Linked DNA regions of Sus scrofa: regions 1, 2 and 4 are each linked to region 3. The links are chromatin contacts, called in public Hi-C maps. All regions are on one chromosome and are shown on one strand. Each heading gives the region's core, a stretch centred on a gene start, on an enhancer-like site or on the middle of the called end of the contact. The rest is flanking DNA. Distances are from core to core; before and after follow the strand shown.

Region 1 (3,562 bases), core at 138-2,637, 170 kb after region 3:
AAGTATGTAGGAGGAGAATATGAAGTAACATTTATGTTACGATATTCATTCAAGACAATGAAATGCATGTAGAAAAGAGTTAAACTCCAAGACAAAAATGACTCTCATTTACCTCTGGAATTAAAAAATGTCTCTGGACAGTTTTATCAGTGCTCCCTTCGCAGCTTTTGCAGTGGGTACTTAAAGACTCTTTTTGAGTTAACTGCCCCACTTGACTGCATGCTCATGAGGCTGAAAGCCTGCCTGTTTTATTTACTGTGAGATCCACAGCACCAAACACAAGCCTGGTTTGTAGCAGATACTCAGGAAGTTTTTGCTAAATAAATGAAAGAGGAAAAGAAGACTTGCTTTTTGCCCTCAGAATGTGTCCAGCACTGGCTCTTGAACATTTAAGCACCTGTCCCTGCACTACTTTCTAAAGTCAGAAGCTAATGAGCAGAACATTTGCTTTACTAAATTGAACTGAATCTTCATATCCCAACCAGAGAAATGTAGTTGGAATTGCATATGAAACTGAAGCAGCCTACAAGTCTGTCTTGTCTTGCTTGCCTCAGCCTCTCAGGACCTGTATGAGCACCCTGAAAACCACGGGTCCGTTGCTCACCCCATCTATGCACACTGCATTCCCCTCACACAGTGACCTCTGTGGGTGTCTCAGAGGTGTACCACACTTACTTAGAGGTAAGTCTAGCACCGAAGAGCTGTTGATAAATCCCTCTATGTTGCATCAAAACAGCTTTGGTATGGTTGTCCATCTCCTAGCCCACACATCTATCTTGGGTCCTTGCAATTTTAAGTCTTATAATTAGCCCCATCCCTTCCAGGTGACCCCAGCAAATTAGAGAGGAGAAGCAATTCAACCACAGTTGCATCCTGGCAGTCTCTTCCAGTTCAGATTTTCAAGTTCTGACTTGGGACTTTTTAAGCCAAACCCAGTCCATTTGACAGAATTACCTGTCAAATGCTAGAAAAACAAGACTACAGAGGAGGTAGATGGTGCGCACACAGGCAGAGGACATTAGTGAGCTATGAAGGGAACTCTGTGTACTAACGTAACATCCCAGGACATTGTTCAGAGGCACATGTCACCAGTACTGTAAGTGGAGAAGACGGAAAGGTGGTAGAGGGAAGAAGGGTGAACTTTAAATGAACTTGGACACATCCTGACCTTGGTGACCAGCTTCTCTGCGTGGCTTCCCAGCTTGCACTCACCTCTGCAGTGGACTGTTTCCCAGCACCTCCGAGGTACCGCTTTCTCTTCCTCCAGCCCCTGTGTGAGGTGCTGCCCTGTTGCTGAGCTGCTGCTGCCTCACCCTGTTAATACACGGGTGTGCTGGGATCCTGGCCAAGGTGATCATGTTACAGCAGCCAACTGGCTCTGGCCAGGCACGTGACAAGAGAAAAAAATTGGGTCTGTTTTGACTGGAAACAAAAACACCTTTTTGCCAAAGGACATCTCCTGAAAGCCAAGAGGAAATGTGAAATCTAAACCAGCACTGGAAAAAGCGCATCGGCTGAACTCTGGGCTTTTTTCCTTCTTTTCAAAAAACTTTCTTCATCTTCCTCAACTTAAAATGTTGCTGTCCTGTAGGAGGCACTTTTGATAAGAGACGTGGGTATCAGATAATGTTGAAGAGTGGAAAGTGGGCAGTTCAAGTGGATAGAAAGGTTCCATGGACTGGAGGACCTCATTTCCTCATTTTTGATTCTTTTGCTGCTGAGGGCAGCCAAGGGAGTAGCATCAGCTACTATGGTTGAGTCTAGATGCAGGAAAGTAATACCCAGAGAGGTTAAGTTTATACTTCGAAACAGGGGAAATTAGAATACAGGATGACGCATGATGTGAAATTGTGATAACTTTGGGAAAGAACTGAATTTTTAAACTTTCTAAGAATTATTGCTATTTTTAGAGGTTGAATTATTTTAAAAATATTTTATTGAAATATAGTTGATTTACAAGATGTGTTAATTGCTGCTATACAGCAAAGTGTTTCAGTTATACACACATACACACATAACTTTTCATATTCTTTTTCATTATGGTTTATCACAATATACTGAATATAATTCCTTATGCTACATGGTAGGACCTTGTTGTTTATCCATCCTTTACATATACTAGTTTGCCTCCGATAATCCCAAACTCCCAATCCTTATCTCCCTCCTGGCAACCAGAAATCTGTTTGTCATATCTGTGAGTCTGTTTCTGTTTTGTAAATATGTTAATTTGTGTTGTGTTTTATTTTTATTTATTTTTTATGGCTGCACCTGTGTCATATGGAAGCTCCTGGGCTAGAGGTCAAATTGCAGCTGCAGCTGCAGACCTATGTCACAGCCACGGCAACGCCAGAACCATGCTGCATCTATGACCTATACCACGGCTTGCAGCAACCCCAGATCCTTAACCCACTGAGCGAGGCCAGGGATGGAACGGCGACTATGTTGGGTTCTTAACCTGCTGAGCCATAATGGAAACTCCTATATTGTATTTTAGATTCCACAGTTCATTCTTTTTTATGGCTAATATTCCATTGTGTGTGTGTGTGTGTGTGTATACACACACCACATCTTTGTCCACTCATCTGTTGATGGACATTGAGGTTGTTTCCATGTCTTGGCCATTGTAAACAGTGCTGCTGTGGACATAGGGGTGCATGTATCTTTTTGAATTATAGTTTTATCTGGATATATGCCTACCCGGGGGTGGGACTGCTAGATCATATGGCAATTCTATCTTTAGATTTTTGAGGAACCTCCATACTGTTTTCCAAACTGGTTGCACCAATTTACATTTCCATCAACAGTGCAGTAGGGTTCCCTTTTCTCCACATCCTCGCCAGCATTTGTTATTTGTAGACTTTTTAATGATGGCCATTCTGACTGGCACGAGGTAGTTTTGATTTGCATTTTTCTAATGATTAGCAATGTTGTGCATCTTTTCATGTGTTTTTTGGCCGTCTGTATTGTCTTCTTTGGAGGAATGCTTATTTAGGTCTTCTGCCCATTTTTCAGCAGGGTTGTTTGTTATTGAGTTGTTGCAAACATTTTTGATCACTATATGCAGAAAATTCTTTTCTGTTTTCTGTTATTCGTATACTAATTGCTTATACTTACTGATAACTAATTATCATGTAATTGCTTACACTAATCTTCCCCCTAATCTTTCCTGGTCTTGACCACTACCCACTACTCTGCTTCTGGTTCTTTTCTTTGAACTTTCTTTTTTTTTTCTTTTTGGGATGCACCTGCAGCATATGGAAGGTCAAGGGCCAGAGCCACGTCTGTGTTCTAGCCACAGCTTCGGCAATGCTGGATCCCTGACTCACTGCACTGGCCCTAGGAGCAAACCAGCAATGCCCACTGAAAAGCTGGATCACTAATCCACTGTGCCACAGCAGGAACTCATGTTTCTGAACTTTTTTTTTTTTTTTTGAAGGGCTGTACCCTCGTCATATGGAGGTTCCCAGGCTAGGGGTCGATTGGAGCTGTAGCCACTGGCCCACACCACAGCTCACGGCAACACCAGACCTATAACCCACTGAGCGAGGCCAGGGATCGAACC
Region 2 (3,774 bases), core at 768-3,267, 150 kb after region 3:
GCTTTAAGAAAACTTCTTCCTTGTTGTGTAAGAAAAGTTTTCTACAGGTTACTGGAGCACCAAGTTGGCAGGTGGGCTGAGGGAGGCAGTGGGCACTAGGGCTTACTTCCCAGGCGTGTGTAATTCAGACACGTGTGCTTGGCCTTTTTGTCCTCCTGGGCCAGGAGTTCCTGATCAGCAGGGCCTAGGCCTTGTTTGCCATGGATGAACTGTGTACTGTTGGTTGTACTGAAAATTTGGGGAGTTACTGTCGTGGCACAGCGGAAACTAATACAACTAGGAACCACGAGGTCTCGGGTTTGATCCCTGGCCTCGCTCAGTGGGTTAAGGATCCGGCGTTGCCGTGAGCTGTGGTGTAGGTGGCAGACGTGGCTCAGATCTGGCATTGCTGTGGCTCTGGCGTAGGCCGGCAGCTACAGCTCTGATTAGACCCCTGGTCTGGGAACCTCCATGTGCTGCAGGTGCGGCCTTAAAAAAGCACAAAAGACAAAAAAAAAAGAAAAAAAATTTGGGAAGGAAGACCTGATTAAAAAATAACCACCACCCCCACATTCAGAATTGATATTTTAAAGGGCTTAATCCATTGTTTCAGCAACTGCTATCCATGGTTTCAGCTTCTAGGCTTTGCTGTCCCTGCTCCTGTAGATGAGCGGGGAACTGCCTGACATCTCTGGGATGCACTGTGCCAGCCACACTGAGACAATCATTTCTGTTCCTAAAATGGTGAGCACAGTGCCCTGGACCATCCCAGGCACGTAGAGAGTGAGGTCTGGGAGTCAGAAGACCAGACATTGACCTTGACTGATGGGCTCTGAGATTTGGACCATATTATGTCCTCTCTCTAACTGCCAAAGAGGGGGATGTGGCTCTCAATAGCCATGGTCTCTTCTAGGCCAGCCGGGAGCATTTTGAGAGTGTGGCTTTAGCCCTTATTTTCTGTGCTTTGACCAGGAGAAGCTGCAGCAACACTTACAGGGTCATTCTTGCCGACCTGAATTCGGTAGCGGGAGATGAAGTTAGGCTTTCCAGTTGTGTCAACCACCAGCAGAAGTCCACTAAAGCTCCAGAAGAAAAAAACAGGTACCTGGGTGGCACCTAAGTTTTGGAAGCAGAAGGAAAATGTCAGGGCAACCTCAGGAATTGGAAGCCTACCTGTTTCCCGAGGTAGTGACCGAGGCTGCATTTAGACAGACCCTTGCCAGGGAGGTCTTGGTGCTTGGGGACAACAGGCCTGACTTTAGTCTTGGGGTGACAGACTAGCTGTGGGAGCTGGGACAGGTCGCTTAAGGGCAGTCTCTATTTCTCCTCTTAGTTATGAAATGGGGATCACAACCTAAGTGGATAGAGACTATACGATACAAAATGATGCTAAGATGTGTGATGTAGTCTAGATATAAATGAATTTCAGTTGACATTTGCGAGTCTGTGCCCACGAGCCCTTTAAGAATTGCCGAGGGCAGGAAAAGCCAAAGAAGAGCTTGGTGTGGTAGGGCGCGTGGCTGACAACAGGCACTCAGGCCCCTAATCCCCGTGGACATGACATGAACAAAGGGACTTCAGGCGTCCAGTTAGCTTCTGTCAAAGAGGAAAACCCGTCTCTTAGGGGCTTCCAATGGAACCATCTTCAGAGCCTGCCCTCTTGGAGAGTCAAGGTCCAGGCCAGTGTGGTAACAGCTCTGAGAATTCCTCTTGGACTTTGTTGAACTCAACTTTTCCCATGTTTCCTTTACCTAGAACTCTGTTTTCTCAGAATATCTCATAATAGGTTGGCCTTGCATCCCTGTTTGCCCAGGATGGTTTCAACTTACATCCGGCATTCCAGCCTCATTATTAATAACCCCTCCTTGCCTCTCACAAATGTCGCATTTGGATGACAGATCATATGGCCATACCATCCATTAGCCTCACAGCACCAGTGCTCTGCAGGGTATTTTAGGTAATGCTGATCAACACTTCAAATTCAGATACGACCTTTGCTCACGTCCCACTTTTCCGTAATGTCACATCCCAAGTATCTCTGACCTCTCACTGTGAACAAATAAGTACTTTGTCCCTCCCTACTGGCAGTGATTCCAGGGACGTTCGTTCCATGCAGAGGCTCACCGACAAGAGTGAGAGTTACCATGCAGAGGCTCACCGACAAGAGTGAGAGTTCTGAGCCCTAGCGTAGTTTCCCATGCCTGGGGACCTAGCATGGGGGGTAGGAGCCCATGGAGCATTTGGCATTGAGGGCCAGTGTGGCTTGTGCATAGGTGCTCCATGGGACTGGGGGAAAGGGAGAATCCATTCTTGAAAGGTGTACACAGGCTTTCATGTGCACTGGATCTCAAGGCAAAGCAGACACTCCAAAGGAATCTGGGTCAGACCTGACTTTAGTTCTTGGAGGATCTCCTGGAAAAACAGGGAGTGACTGGAGATTACCAACTTCCATGAAAGACTTTAGACTGATGATAGTAAAGATGATTCAAGATCTTGGAAATAAACTGGAGGCAAAGACTGATAAATTACAAGAAACATTGAGCAAAGAAATAGATTTAAGGACTAAGCAAGCAGAGATGCAAAATAAAATAACTGAAATACATTCACTAGAAGCAACCAACAGCAGAATACAGGAGGCAGAAGAACAAATAAGCAAGGTGGACAGACTAGTGGAAATCACTGACATGGAACAGAAAAGAGAAAAAAGATTGAAAAGAATGAAGACAGTCTAAGAGAACTCTGGAACAACATTAAATACACAAACATCCATATTATAGGGGTGCCAGAAGGAGAAGAGAGAAAGGGTCAAAGAAAATATTTGAAGAGATAATAGCTAAAAACTTCCCTAACATAGGAAAGGACCCACTCACTCAAGTCCAGGAAGCACAATGAGTAACATATAAAATAAACTCAAGGAAGAACACTCCAAGACACATATTAATCAAACTGACCAAAATTAAAGACAAAGGAAAATACTGAAAACAGGGAAAAGAAGCAAATAACATACAAGGGAACCCCAGTAAGGTTATTAGTAGATTTTTGAGCAGAAACTCTGCAGGCCAAAAGGGAGTGGCATGATATACTTAAAATGATGAAAGGAAAAACCTCCAACCAAGATTACTCTACTCAGCAAGGCTCTTGTTCAGATTTGAAGGAGAAATCAAAAGCTTTATAAACAAAAGTTAAGAGAATTCAGCACCACTAAACCAGCTTTTACATCAAATACTAAAGGAACTTTTCTCTAGATGTAAAAGAAAAGGCCACAACTAGAAACAAAAATACTACAAATCAGAGTTCTCATTGTGGCTCAGTAGTTAACGAATCTGACTAGGAACCATGAGGTTGTGGGTTCCATCCCTGGCCTCACTCGGTGGGTTTAGGATCCAGCATTGCTGTGAGATGTGGTGTAGGTTGCAGACACGGCTTGGATCTGGCATTGCTGTGGCTCTGGTGTAGGCGGGAGGCTACAGTTCCTATTCAACCCCTAGCCTGGGAAGCTCCATATGCCACAGGTGAGGCCCTAAAAAGACAAAAAAAAACCCCAAAAATAACAAGGCTCACCAGTAAAGGCGTACATACATTAAAGATAGGAAATCATCCACACACAAATATGCTACAAAACCCAGAAATCATGAAAAGAAGAGGGTACAAATGCAGGACACTGAAGATGCACTTGCATTAAGAGACCAACAACTTAAAACAATCATACATATATTCTATGATTCTATACCTGGCCTCACTCAGTGGGTTAAGGATCTGGTACTGCAGTGACTGTGGTGTAGGTCGCAGACGTGG
Region 3 (3,683 bases), core at 311-2,810:
AGAAAATAAATTTCACTGAATATTGACTCCTGCCTTATTTCCCTAAATATTTATGGAATGCTTGATATGTGCCAAATGATGTACCATTGTTAGTTGTATGAATGCTCACAACCTTAGGAGGGCTGTGATTATCAACTTGCAAAAGAGGAAACTGAGGCTGAGAGTTAAGTAACTTGCCGAGGTCACCGAGCAAGAAAATGGCAGGAGTTAAATTAATCATTTGGTGTGACCCCTGCCGGAACTTTTCCACGCCAGTATACCTGAGGGGCTTTTACCTTTATCAGGAAAGAGAGAGGAGGAGTTCCCACTGTGGCTCAGCGGGTTTAGAACCCAACATAGTGTCCGTGAGGCTGTGGTTCCATCCCTGGCCTCACTCAGTGGGTTAATCAGGTTGCAACGAGCTGCAGTGTAGGATGCAGATGTGGTTCAGATTCGGCGTGGCTGAGGCTGTGGTGTAGGCCAGCAGCGGCACCTCGGATTCGGATTTGACCCCTAGCCTAGGAACTTCCATATGCCGCAGGTGCGGCCGTAAAAGAAAAAAAGAGAGAGTAGGATTTTTTTCGGTCTTGTTTTGTTGTCTTTTTAGGGTCTCGCCCAGGGGCGAATGGAAGTTCCCAAGCTAGGGGTTGAATTAGAGCTCTCTTTCCCCCCCGCCCCCTCCCCCCGGCCCCACCAGGCAGAGACATCCTCTGTGGACACCCTCTCTGTGTGCACGGGGCACACACACATTGAAAAAGTACCACTTTTGGAGTTCCCGCTGTGGAGCAGTGGGTTAAGGATCTGGCATTGCTGCAGCTGCGACGCAGGTTGCTCCTGGCTCAGATTCGATCCATGGCCCGGAACTTCCATACGCTGCCGAGAGGTGAAAAAGGAAGGAAGGAAGAAGAGGCACCACTTTTTAGGTTTCAACGTACAGATCCGTCACCACAAAGGAATGGAAGAAGGAAAGGAGAATGGAAGCCCCCAGGCTTTTGTTGACACAATAGGGCAGTGGGGAGGGGAGGGGGGAGGATTCGAAAGCCGTTGGAAAATGCCTCAAGGGCAGAAGGCGACTTTAGGCTCCACCCTGTGATTTGGAGCCTCTCCGAGGGGGCTTTCTCGGGTCTCTTACGGTGGAGGGGGGACGCCCCAACACGGAGCTACAGCTAACGAGAGAGACTCCCCCGTGCAGTGCCTTCCGCCCCCCTGTCCCCAGCCACCCACCCTGCCTCGGCTTCCTCCGCCCTCTCCGCACCCTCGCAGCTGAGAGGAAACTGAGGCACAGGGGGGTGGATGAACGGTGATGGGCAGTACAGGGCGGTCCTAGGCCCGGGGACACGGAGCGAGGGGGCGTGAGGGTGGTCCTGGACCCGCCGCTGGGGAGGCGACCCCCAGGGCCCACAGCAGGGAGCAGGCAGAGGCTCTCCCTTGCCGACAAGCTGGGCGTCCTTCTGACTCCACCCTCCCCCGGCGCTGCCCGCCCCTCCCGAGGGCACACTTTATCTGAGTCCTGGGCACACAGCTGCACACTCTCACCCGCTGAGGCCCTCCCTGGAAGGCGGCATCTGACCTTTGGACATGTAAACAAGACTTGGCCTGGCCCTGGGTGGCAGGGCTTGTCCTTGGGGCCGGTCGACTTGGGCATGACCAGGCAGGCATGTTTGCGAGGGCTCAGGGTCACACTGGGCCTCCGCGGATCACTCAGAGTTGATCCTGGAGGCCCAAGGACAGTCCATCCTGCTGTCGGCCTGTACGCTGGGGACTCTCAGTGGTATTTTCGGGGCCCAGGTGACTTCCTAAAAGAGGAGCAGGCTGGAACCAAAGACTCTCAGGGGAACCTCAGGGGTTCAGAGAGGGGATGACATGTACTCAGAGCCACACAGCAGACAAAAGTCACATCCACAGACAGACCAGGCTGGTAACACCTTCTCTGGGTCTTAGCAGCTTTTCCATCCAGTGGGAGAGGCCCACCAGCATCCCTGGCTCACACCCCTGCTGCAGACCCTGGCCCCGCTGGTACACCCACCCCCTGAAGCTCCTCTTATCTCCAGGGCCCTGGAACCTGCTGATTCCTGGGGCTGGGCCCACCCTCTCTGGGGTCACCAGATGAATGGGACTGCAGGGGCTGTGCGGGCCTGATATGGGGCTCGGTGGGCCCCAGCCTTTATCAGTGGGGATTGGGACTCTGGACAAGCAGGTGGCCCCATCTGGAAGAAGGAGCAGTGGGGAGAGGGTACCCAGGTCCTGGGCCAAGGAGATACAGGACAGGAACTTTTTTAGTAACTTTTCTAAATCTTTTTTTTTTTTTTTTAAAGCAAAATATTGCTTTCTCTGATTAGAAAGGTCCAGGCATGTTCCACCAAATTTAACAGAGCAGAAAGAGATGGCATTGAAAGTGAAAGCGCCTATAAGACGTTTCCGAGGCATAATCCCCAGGCCCAGTTTGGGGTTATCTCCAGATTTTTTTGTACACATAGGCTAGCCTTACTAGATTGGAATCATATCATCGGCTCCAACCATGTGGCTTCATAGTTTCATCTCTGAGCCTCAATTTTTTCATCTATAAAACTTCGCAGGAGAGTTCTGTGACACAGGAGGTTATGGATCTGGCATCGCCCCTGCTGTGGCTTTGGTCACAGCTGTGGCTCTAGTCAGTGCTGGGACGCAGGTTCGATCCCTGGCTTGGGAATTTCCACATGCCACAGGCATGGCCAAAAAAAAAAAAAAAAAAAAAGTATTGCATGAATGTTGTCAGGATTACACAAAGTAATGCATGTGTGGCACCTAACCTGGGCCCAGCCCCCAGAGAGCTCTGAATAATTGTCAGTATGTTCCTCTTGTGGCTCAGCCAGTGGTAATGAACCCAGCTAGGATCCATGAGGACTCGGGTTCGATCCCTGGCCCTGCTCAGTGGGTTAAAGGATCTGGTGTTGCCGTGAACTGTGATGTAGGTCACAGACATGGCTCAGATCTGGCGTTGCTGTGGCTGGGGGGTAGGCCAGCGGCTACAGCTCTGATTCAACCCCTAGCCTGGGAACTTCCACATGCTGCAGGTGTGGCCCTAAAAAAAGTAACTGTTCAATGTCACCAGCGTTGTTACGTCACTGCCTTTATTTTTCATTTAATGACACAACACCAGCACCTTTCCAGGTCGGTGCCAAAGATGATGCCCACTCTGATGGACAAATTCAAAGCTTTCCTTGTTTGTGGGAATCATCATTTATTTCTTAACCAATTTTATGGTGGTCTCATTTATATACAAGAAAATGTACCCATTTTTAAGAATACAATTCAGTAAGTTTCAGAAATTATACACCCCCAAATTCCCTCACGCCCCTTTGTAACCAATTTCTCGGCCCCCGTCTCCAGCCCCACCACACAACCACCAAACTGTTCCCTGTCCCTAAGTTTAGATTTCCCTTTTCCAAAATTTCATTGAATGCGTCACATGGCAGGCACTCTCTGGGGCGAGACTTCTTCACGGAGCATAATGTTTCTGCGTTACCAGAGTTCATTGCTTTTCACTGCAGGAGAGCGTCCCCCACAAGATTGGGACAATTTGAGTTTCCTTTTTCCACCCGTTGATGGATATTTGGATTATTTGCATTTGGGGCTATTAACCTCTTTCTCTTTTTTCTTTTTTGGCCGCCCTGTGGCGTGTGGAGTTCCCAGACAAGGGCTCAGATCCCAGCCACAGTCTTGAC
Region 4 (3,494 bases), core at 828-3,327, 170 kb before region 3:
GGATGTGGAGTGTGCTGTGAGTGTGCTTTCTTCCCTGATAAAAGCATGTCCAGTAGTTTGTACATCAATTAGACGGGGTTCTTTGAAACCATGACACATGCTGTGTCTGAAAGTCCTTTGACAGTGGAATCTGGCAAAGCTATTCCAATTTGTCACCATATGTAAATGGGACTTTTCCTGGCCTAAGCTGCTTGGAGGTGCAACAGCATTTATTGGATACCTGCAGTCTCTGCAAGACACCGTCACAGAATAAACTTAAAGCTACTCCTGACTCACTAATCCAACCACATGAAAGTACTAATTCGTCTGAATAAAAAGCACTTTTCATTATTTTCTCCATGAAAAGGCCTGAATTAATTACACTGGTTTCCTATCAGCTTCCTTTTATCTTTAAGCATTTGAGGAAGAAATTCAGAAGTCTCTCAAGAACATTTGTGCAACATCTGGTTCAGTGTCAACAACCCCAAGTCATTTACACAGGCATTCAGTTTGCTAGGTTTTTGAATAGCTCCTCCAGCCACCCCGGTACTTTATTCTTAATAAAAACATGTTCTTCCCATCTCAGCTGTTGTTGCCGCCTTCACTTACTATCACGCCTCCAGCCTGCATTAGAAAATCAGTGCTAGTTAGTATCCAGGTTCTTTTCTGTGGTTCCACTTTGTGACAGTTTCTGCACCTCTTCCCACTTCTCTGTGGATCACTTGTGTGATGATGCAGGAATTATAAATTGATACACAGAGAGAAAGTTGTTCAGAGAGCTGTCATCGTAGCTATTGTCAACGTGAAGTAGGATGTCCCGCCTACCCTTACCACAGTCCCTTCTTTCATGCTCCCAGGGCCAATGTGTTCCAGCTCGTTGGAAGTTCACAACTCCTCCAGATCTGAAAATGTTGCCTTACGCCCTTCTTCAAAACCCTGGGGGGCGAGGGTGGGGACTCCGTCTTGTCTGAATGTCTAAGCTCTTCTCATGGCCCCCACGCCTGGATGTCTCATGATGCTCCTACACAGGCAGTCACCTCCACCTAAGTGACACGCATTCTGCCAGCCTCGTTTGAAACTTAAGTCTTGGCTCTTCCCATCTGGGATGCTTCTTGTCTACCTACGACCTACAAAGTCAGGCCTCCCCCCGGGCTAGCACAGCTGCAGGGCCCTTGCCCTTGGCCACGTCGGCACCATTTGTTGTCCTTGCCATTCGGGGGGCTTGGTTTATGGTGCACCGCCTCGTGTGACGGTAGCCTTCTCTTGGAGGGGGTCTCCTTGTGTAACCCTGTAGTAAACTTGTGGAAATGATGGTTCTCCCGTCTGTTTCTCCACTGCCTCTCGAAGAAGAGAAGCTCCAGAATTTGACAGGTACCTGGTGCTGTTTCCATGGGAGTGACAACTCTGACTTTAATCTGCTTTCCATCAGGTAAGGCACCTATATATCTGCGATTTCCACAAAAACTTCATCCAGAGTGTACGAAATAAAAGGAAGAGGAAGACAAGTGACGATGGTGGAGACTCTCCTGAGCACGACACAGACATTCCCGAGGTAAAAGCCCGACACGGCAGCTTGAGAAGGCAGGAAGGGTGGGCTCTGATCTGATCCTTCCCTCGCCTGGGCTGTCTACGAGGTAACTCTAGTCCCCTGGTGTTGCTGTGGCTTATTTGAAAAGGGAATCGTAGAATCCCAGTAATATGGAGTCTGAGAGCTGGAAGCTTAGAAATCAGCTGGTCCAACTGCCCCACCGTATTACAGACACTCAGTCACACAGTTTGGGGGCTCTAGTCTAGTGCCCTCTCTAGTAAGCCGTGCTGCCTTTCTGCAAGAAGCCCCTGACAAGTGCTTAAATACAACCACCCTGTCCAGATTTGTTTAACTTTGTTTTCCCCTTAAAGTTGGAGACTGTGTGTCTGCGGATTGGGGGAAGTCACTTCCCTCTCTTTTCTGGTCTGTGAAATAAAGTGTGAGTTGTCAGGTTCTACCAGCTCTGATTCTTGCTCTAGGCTTGTTCCCAAAGACCTAGTCCAAGGTCAGTTACACTGGCCCAGAGTTTCTCAACCCTGGCACTGTCGACACTTGGGGCCAGATCATTCTTTGTGGTGGGGCTGTCCCATGCCTCATAGCATCCCTGGCTTCTGTCCATTAGGTACCAGGCACACCACCCCCTGAGTCGTGACCATCCAAAAATGTCTCCAGACATTGTAAGTGTCCTCTGAGGGACAGAATCATCCCCTGCCGAGAACCATTGCACTAGACCATAAGCCCTTGGCTTCTCAAACCAGAAGACTGCCTTTCCATGAAGGTGCCACTCTCTATTAAGCAAGGCTACAGGAAGGAATATCAGATTTTTTTCTCTCTAAATTGTTTTCACTTAAGACTCAGCAAAAGAAGAACCGTTTATAATGTACATTGAATATTTGACGCATGAATATTTCATAAGGCAACCGCCTGTTAGCACGCAGAGTGAAAATGACTGTGTGGGAATAGAAAGAGTAGGCGGGCCTTTGTCTGCAGAGGCCAAGGAAACCTTTGGAAATACGGTCCTTTCCCTCTGCCCCTCCCTGTGTCCCCTTTTCTAGCATTGGTGTACCGTATCTTTCTAATGCCTTTAGCATTATTATTATTTTACAAAGAAATGGATGTATTCACTTTCTAAGTGCTTTTCACCAAAAAAAAAAAAAAAAAAAAAGATTTGAGGAATGTTTGAAAAGAATGAAGGACTTTGGTCCCTCATATTGATCATTCATTTTGTTTTTTAAGTGCTCTCCACCTGCCTGAAGCAAGAACATCTCTTTTAGAGGCAGGTAAAGGCAGCCCAACTTTCTGGGCCTTCAATATTTCATGACTGTGCAGCTTTCCTCTCTTCCTTTGTTAGAAAAAAAAAAAAGAAAGGAGGGCCCTGTCCCCTCTGTTACCCAGTCATCGGCAGAAACCCTGACCCCAGCCTGATTTTTCCACTTGCTGCGGTAGCTCTGAGCTTCTCTGGAGGGATGTTAAGGATTCTCGTACTGGAAGGTTGCGCCTAGGGGAGAACGGTTTGAGAATAGCGGCGCTTCCCTCAGTCCTCCTTCATGCCCCTCTGTCCAGTCTGCCCAGCTCTGGCCTGTCTTCCTCCAGGATGTCCGTCTGCTTTTACCTTTGCCCTCTACGCCTGCTGCCTGCCACTAGCATCACCACCCCTCCTGAGCTCAACTCCACCGTCTCATTTCTGGATCATTGCCATAGCATCTTCCTCTGCCACACCCTTCTCCCCCCCTCCCCCCGCTCCCCGCCCTGTCCCAATCTTCCTACAAACCACAGCAGATCCAGCCCTGGAACAGCACCTCCAAGCTTGGATAGCTCCTGCTTGTCAAGACGTGCTCCTAGCCTGGCTTACCTTTAAAACCCATCATGAGTGCCTCTGACCCCCTAGCCCATCTGTTCCCCTCCTGGCTTTCTGCGTGCATGGCCTTCTCTCATTCCCTATTCTAGCTCTGTTCCTCTCTGCCTTTCTAAGCACTGCCTCTCCTTA

What was found. Hi-C and Micro-C count contacts between places; a contact is called where the count stands out from the background.
Region 1: a Hi-C map of liver shows a contact between it and region 3, with 8 times the contacts expected there. The contact joins the promoter of FAXDC2 here to the enhancer-like site in region 3. A contact is called at or near these places in 2 of 5 promoter capture datasets (fetal liver and liver), 4 of 47 Hi-C or Micro-C datasets (embryonic fibroblasts, liver and skeletal muscle) and 1 of 2 datasets of contacts at active chromatin or transcription factors (alveolar macrophages).
Region 2: a contact with region 3 is called in a Hi-C map of liver, with 7 times the contacts expected there. The contact joins two enhancer-like sites. A contact is called at or near these places in 1 of 47 Hi-C or Micro-C datasets (liver) and 1 of 2 datasets of contacts at active chromatin or transcription factors (alveolar macrophages).
Region 4: a Hi-C map of liver shows a contact between it and region 3, with 5 times the contacts expected there. The contact joins two enhancer-like sites. A contact is called at or near these places in 1 of 5 promoter capture datasets (fetal skeletal muscle), 1 of 47 Hi-C or Micro-C datasets (liver) and 1 of 2 datasets of contacts at active chromatin or transcription factors (alveolar macrophages).

The regions. Positions count from the first base shown.
Region 1 is chr16:68,357,068-68,360,629 of Sscrofa11.1, reverse strand. FAXDC2 (fatty acid hydroxylase domain-containing protein 2) reads right to left here and starts at 1,387. Exons shown (of 8, transcript XM_021076711.1): 1 at 1,213-1,387.
Region 2 is chr16:68,377,779-68,381,552 of Sscrofa11.1, reverse strand. It overlaps FAXDC2 (fatty acid hydroxylase domain-containing protein 2), which reads right to left. Exons shown (of 8, transcript XM_021076711.1): 5 at 974-1,095. Among named protein-coding and RNA genes, the nearest start is that of FAXDC2, 20 kb to the right of the region's middle. Within about 2 kb of position 2,017, at least 2 of the 83 cell types and tissues checked have an H3K27ac peak or open chromatin away from gene starts, as enhancers often do. A contact at or near this core is called in liver, where this site is marked.
Region 3 is chr16:68,528,023-68,531,705 of Sscrofa11.1, reverse strand. No RefSeq gene overlaps it. Among named protein-coding and RNA genes, the nearest start is that of LARP1, 78 kb to the right of the region's middle. Within about 2 kb of position 1,560, at least 27 of the 83 cell types and tissues checked have an H3K27ac peak or open chromatin away from gene starts, as enhancers often do. A contact at or near this core is called in fetal liver and liver, where this site is marked.
Region 4 is chr16:68,703,359-68,706,852 of Sscrofa11.1, reverse strand. SAP30L (histone deacetylase complex subunit SAP30L) reads left to right here. Exons shown (of 5, transcript XR_308560.3): 2 at 1,409-1,531. Among named protein-coding and RNA genes, the nearest start is that of SAP30L, 4.8 kb to the left of the region's middle. Within about 2 kb of position 2,077, at least 2 of the 83 cell types and tissues checked have an H3K27ac peak or open chromatin away from gene starts, as enhancers often do. A contact at or near this core is called in liver, where this site is marked.